Linked DNA regions of Gossypium hirsutum: region 1 is linked to region 2. The links are chromatin contacts, called in public Hi-C maps. All regions are on one chromosome and are shown on one strand. The core of a region is the stretch at or near the end of the contact, and the rest is flanking DNA. Distances in the headings are between cores, read along the strand shown. Region 1 holds the start of LOC121225164 (protein TWIN LOV 1). Region 2 holds the start of LOC107887240 (mitochondrial outer membrane protein porin of 36 kDa).

The links. A called contact is a pair of places that touch in the nucleus more often than the background predicts.
Region 1: a Hi-C map of leaf shows a contact between it and region 2, with 2.0 times the contacts expected there. The contact joins the promoter of LOC121225164 here to the promoter of LOC107887240 in region 2. A contact is called at or near these places in 5 of 34 Hi-C or Micro-C datasets (hypocotyl and leaf).

What each region holds. Positions count from the first base shown.
Region 1 is chrA03:64,455,470-64,458,668 of Gossypium_hirsutum_v2.1, reverse strand. LOC121225164 (protein TWIN LOV 1) reads right to left here and starts at 1,456. Exons shown (of 7, transcript XM_041109298.1): 1 at 2-1,456. The coding sequence starts at 551.
Region 2 is chrA03:64,267,827-64,271,092 of Gossypium_hirsutum_v2.1, reverse strand. LOC107887240 (mitochondrial outer membrane protein porin of 36 kDa) reads right to left here and starts at 1,356. Exons shown (of 7, transcript XM_041093681.1): 1 at 1,147-1,356; 2 at 1,000-1,067; 3 at 613-723; 4 at 337-423; 5 at 1-163. The coding sequence starts at 1,195.

The DNA of each region.
Region 1 (3,199 bases), core at 207-2,706, 190 kb before region 2:
CCATTAGTAGCGGAATCCAAGGACAAAACACGACCCAATTCCAGCACAGGATTGGTATCCACTTCCTTCCTACAAGAGCCGAACATAATCTCATTAAAGCCCGAGCCATCCTCATTCAAGTTCACCCCTCCGTTCCTCCTGGGTTTCCTGGTAATCGGGACCTGAACAGCCACGAAATGAATCACCCTCCCATCTTCTTTGCCAAAAACCGGACTCATATGAAACAACATCCAAAACGGCGTCCCGTCTTTACGATAATTCACCAAATTCACTTGAACATCCCTCTCTTGTCGAATCGCTTCGCTTATTTCCATCACCGTTCTCCGATTGGTTTTGGGGCCCTGAAATATCTTGCCGTTTTGGCCGATCACTTCTTCTAGGGAATAACCCGACATTTTTAGGAAGCCCCGGCTGGCAAAAACGATAGGGTGGCCTGAAATAGAAGGATCGGTGATGGTGAAATTGTCGGGTAGTTCGTCGAGAGCTTCGCGAACCCATTGGGAGTAACGGGTATTGAAAGATTGTTGGATTAAACCCAATTTAGAATCCATCTTCGTCGTTGTTGGCGTTGTTTTTTAAGACCTGCGATTCTGGGTTTCGCGGTTGGAACCAATCCCATGTGGGTAGTAATATATTTGAAAGAAGTTTGAAGAATTCGCAGACTGAAAATATCAAAGAAAAAAAGCAAAAGACAGGAACCGAGAACAGAAAAAGCTTTAAAAATTCTAAAAATTACTAGGAGAAGGTGGAAGAGTATTGAATGTAAAGTTGATTAATAGTAATGTTTTGTCTTTTAGAAGCAAACTCTGTGTGTGTGGGAGTGAGTAAGGTGAAAAGGAAGAAAAGGAGTGGGTGTGAGAAGTGGGAAATTGGGAAAATATCTTAGGAAATCAAAATTAGGAGCGAATGAACAACGATGCTTGAGCAATTCCAATCAATCGTTTTTCTTTTTTGGTTTTTTGCCTTTTGGCTTCAATGAATGAATATTTGTGATGATTGGGAGTTGCCCAGTTGGAGAATCATCTACCTCTACTATTACTATTGCAAACTATAAACCACAAACTAGGAGCCTGGAAACAAAAAGCAGAATGCAGTCAAGCATTACATTTCCATAGTTAATTTGATTGGCTTCGAACAACTTGACAATTGATGTGATGGATTTTTTTCTATAATCCAACAAAAATGGTAAGATTAGTATTAAACATTTAGATGAGAGATCATATGAATTAAGAGTGAAGAAAACAAAAGAGAAGGGCCTCTCACAAAGTATAAAGGTGGAAGGTTCCCAACCAATTTACGCTACAAATCCAACCAAAATCCCTCCTTTTCAATGTCTTACAAATTCCACTTTTGTTTAAAATTAAAATAAATTCATTTTTGTATTAAAATTTTCATTCATTTTCACTCAAATCTATTCCATTACCCTATTTCTCTACTCAAAACAGAATGCCCCCCCCCCCCGCCCCTTCTTTTATTCAATTATTATTGACCCCAATGCAACAAAATATAAAAACTTCCAAAGTTGAATTATATAATTTGTCTATAGCCATTTTATTTCTCCAGGCTGAGACAGGGAAAGAAAGAAAAGCCGAGGTGGCACAATTCTCTCTCATACTTATCCTTTTAGCCGCGTCATCTCATTGTCATTCTTTTCTTAACTTATTATTTTTCAAGTTACAAGAAACCGAGTCAAATCACATTCATTTTCCTGATGTGTTTTTGGTACTCAAATGTTAAATGTCTACTCATTTAATTATTTTTATATTTATAGTTTACAACAAAACTACACAATGCATACTTATTCCCTTTTATTTTAAAAAAATTAACCGAGGTTGGATTGCTTATTTACAAGATCAATTTTAGTGGAAAACACAAAATACCTTTAGTTAATTACTATTATTCAATTACCCTTTTTTAATTATTTTAAAACATATTCATGAAGTAAGTGAAAATAATAAAGAAATTATATAAATTAATAATTAGATTTCAATGAAAATAACAAAATTAACAATTTAAATAATTATCTTCTCTATTAGATTTAAGAAATTTTATAATTACTTAAATAAAAATTTAAAATTTTCTAAAAAATATATTTAAAAATTTCATTATAAATATTATAAAACAATTAAATAATTTTTTTAATTTATACATATAACCATGTGCAGGCAAACAAACTAATCATATTATATTATATTATATTATATTATATTATGACACATTCATGACAAAATTGACATCTTAAAAGTTTGAAGTCTTGTATTGAAGTGTTGTCATAAGTGTTTTAGTTTGAATTTAAATTAATTTTAATAAATTTATTGTAAAAGTATAGAAATTTCAAAGCCATATAATAATATTTATTAATTGTTTTAGAATTTCAGTTTTTAATATTTTTTTATTAAGTTAATATCAAGTTAATTCGTAATATTAACTCAATAAAATAGTTAAATAATAGTATAGATTATATTTTAGGGATAAATCTTAAAATTATATATGAACTTTGATCTAATATATGATTTAATATATAAACTTTGATTTGGTGTAATTATACACATAAAAATTTGATTTTGGTTCAAATTTCTATATGATACTTTAAATTTTATATTTTATTTAATCATACACATTTAAAGAAATAAATACATTAATTTATTTTTATAATAGATAAATATAATTATTTATGTATGCAATACATAACTATAAAATGATGTTATATCAATAATTGTGTTAATAATTTGTGAGAATTGAATCCAATCAAAATTTCATATTTAAAATTGCACTTTAGACCAAAGTTCATGTATAATTTTGAGATCTATTCCTATAGCCTAATATAATGTGTACATTAAATGTAATTTATTTTAAAGTTAATTTATGTATGTTTATTTTTAATAATTTTTCATAAATAATAATTAATTATATTTTATTTTTATCTTCTTTATTTTTTTTAAATTTTTTAATCACTTTTTTGTGCAAATACATATAAAATATTTTAGACTTAATTTTACTCAACTATATATTATCATTGAGTTGATTGCATTAAATTATTACTTTAAATAAAATAATTAAATCTTTTTGGAAGTTTAAGTAAATAGGAAAATAAATAAAATTATATGTTAATAAGTAAAGTAAATTTTGCTCAAATATTAGTTTGAAGTAACTTTCAACTTCCTAATTTTTATATTTATTTATTAATAGATGTGGAATA
Region 2 (3,266 bases), core at 107-2,606:
CATTCAATTTGGTAAAGTTTCCACTGGCGGTGTCAAATGAGAGATCAGTCCCCACTGAGACACAATTGTTTCCAACCACCCCAGAGAAGTTAACAAGGGGATTAGCATTCAAACCAATGCTAGTGCTTATGCCGGCATATTCATGCTGGTATTGCAGTTCCACCTGTCACAATAATGACAAAGACCATGTCATGACCACATGATGAAACCTATAAGTTTACAGAAGTAAATGACAAACATAGCTACAGCTAGCTACCTAAACCAGGATGTAGAAAATGTTGGCATTATTAAAAAAAAAAAAAGGAAGTTAATGGCATGAGTAAGGAAGTCTATTACCTTGCCAGACCTTTGATCAGGGACAATAAAACTAAAGATTGTCTTCAATCCAGGTGCAGGTTCATCAACAGTAACAGTGGCAAAAAGCTATTGAAAAAAAAAAACAGAATGAGATAATACTTAAGCCAAGACTGAATTCACCCGGACAATGAGTAAAAACAGTACAAGACCAAAACATTGCTTACCTTTGTATTCATCGTAATGAGATAGCATGCAATGATTATATGAACACGACCTTTAAAATTCGAAGACTTATCTAATTGTTCTACAACTTACATTAGACTTAGTGTCAACTTTGACATTGGTTGTGATGTTATTGTTCTTCAGCTCAGTACTTACATCAGCCAAAAGCAGTTCACCTTTCTTAATCCCAGTTGATGTGATTGCCTGACATAATTGAAAAGGGAAAAAATGAGCCAAAATCATAAATCTCTAGATCAATCATAAATTCATAAGATCAGATATTCATGCGAGCGTATTGGAAAAAATTATATACAAATAAGAGAAAAAAATTCATATACAAATTAATAGGCTTTGCTAAAATATGAATTACGAATTCGTTTATGACAAAGAAAATAAATTAAAACAATCGGAACTGAAGAGAGCAGATGTTTCACCATATCATCTGGAATATTTAAAAATAAAATTAAAAGAAAAACTCACGACTCCATTGGAGGTATAAGTAGTGACAGTGAACTTGTGGTCGGCCTGGTAATCCTTGTAAAGAATATCTGAAATTAAAACAAAAACAAAAATGAACAAAGGAAGCTGAAATGAAAAATAAACTATAAAAGGAGAAAAAAACTTCACCTCTAGGCTTTTTTCCGATATCGGAGTAGAGACCAGGTCCTTTCCCCATGCTTGATTTCGCCGAGAAAATGGAGAGGAAAGTGAGAAACGAAGGCTGGTTGCGAAAGACAGGGATGGAAAAGAATAATAATAATAATAATAATTGAAAAACCGTTTAATTTGAAAATAAAAGGAGTTTTATGGACCGTTGATCATGAAGTGAGAAAGCCTTGGCCGCTGATATCAGGAATGGGCACATTGGGCAATTCGTCGCCTGATCACGTTTTTAAGTAGAAGTCTATTATTATTAGGATAAACTACACAAATGGTCATCTAATTATACCCACATTCTTATTTTAGTCACTTAATTTTAAAAATTTTCAATTTAGGCACTAACATTTGAATTATTTTTAGTTGCTCCCATGTTAATTTTTAACTGTTATAATAACACATTTAGTCCTCAATACTTACATATTCTATTAATTTGATCCTAATTTTAAATAATTAAATAAATTTAACCTTTCATATTTACAAATTCTATCAAATTGATCCTTAAACTTTCTAACCAAAGCTTCTAGCTTTCAAAGCAAAGGCAATCCACATCTATTAATTGTTTTATTTAGGTTGAAATTATCCAATTAATGTACATAACCCTTTTTGTTTATATTTTTAAGAAGTTAGTGTTCAAAATGAACTAAACACTATTAAAATAATAGAAAATAAAAAATTTAAAAATATATTATATAATAAAATTATATAATAATTTAATATTTGTAAGAAATAAATTTTCACTCTACTAGAATAATTTTAGTTTTTAATTAATTTGATAAATAATTTAACACTAAATTAGATTATTAATATATACTACTTATTGTGGATTTAAAAATTAAAAATAAATAGTTACATGATAATCTTTTAATCAATTTATAAAATTTTAAAAAATTAATGAACAAAAGGATATTCAACTAATTCTTTCATTTTTTTCTTATGATATAATTATTGATTTAACAATTGGATTTTTCAAAGCCATATTTTTTAGCTCTGAATTTAATTTTCAATTTCCAGAACCTACTTCGAGGACTATTTCTATGTACTTTGAAAAAAATGTCATATTGTTAACAATAAGAGTAAATCTAAAGTGTTCTTTTTAACCTTTTTTTCCATTTTCTTTAGTCAAATTTTTATCAATAAAAGCGCTATACAATACTATATTTAGAAGAAAACTAATGAAAATAAAGAGAAAGGGAGAGAAATGTTCAAGATAAACCAATTGGTATCTAAAATTGGCTCAGAAAATGGCTCATTAGTTGAGAGAAGTTTTTCTTTTTTTCTTTTTGGGTTTTACAAATTTATAGATGTGGATTGCCTCTATTTTAAAAGTTGAAAGCTTTGATTAGAAAGTTTAAAGATCAAATTGATAGAATTTGTAAAAGTGAATAGTTAAGTTTATTGAATTATTTAGAATCAAGCGGGTGACCAAAACAGGAACAAATTCAAATGTTAGTGCCTAAATTGAAAATTTGAAAGTTGGATGACAAAACTAGAAACGTGGGCATAGTTGAGTAATGTTAGAATTAAGTGATCCGAATCCTTATTTAAATAAAATACAGTGGTAAAATAAAATGAAAGTAAAATTCTTATAGAACTACACTTTTTATTATTATTTTAAAATAAGGTTTTTTAAACCTTAATAAACTTCATTTATTTGATATTGATTAGAATAAGGTGTTTCAATCTTACTACACTCCTTCTATTAGAATATGGTTTTACAAGCCTATAAATAGACATAGCTTACTCCTTTTGTAATCATTCGAATTCGACATAGTGAATTATCTTCTCCTCTACCCGTAGTTTTTTCCTGAAAGGGTTTCCACGTAAAAATCTGTGTGTTCTTTTTTTTTCTTTTCTTTATCAACGTTCTATTTTTTTTCACAAATTAGTATCAGAGCTTCTGGGTTGTTCATCTCAATCATGGTAATGGCGTATTTGAAGTATGAAATTTCGCTGTTGGATTGCAACACCAGATTCGCGTTGTGGCAGATAAAGATGCAAACAGTTCTTGCACAGATGGACTTAGTCGATGCCCTACTAGGGACAGATTAGATGCATTCGACATTGACTGAGGAAGAGAAGAGGCGTAA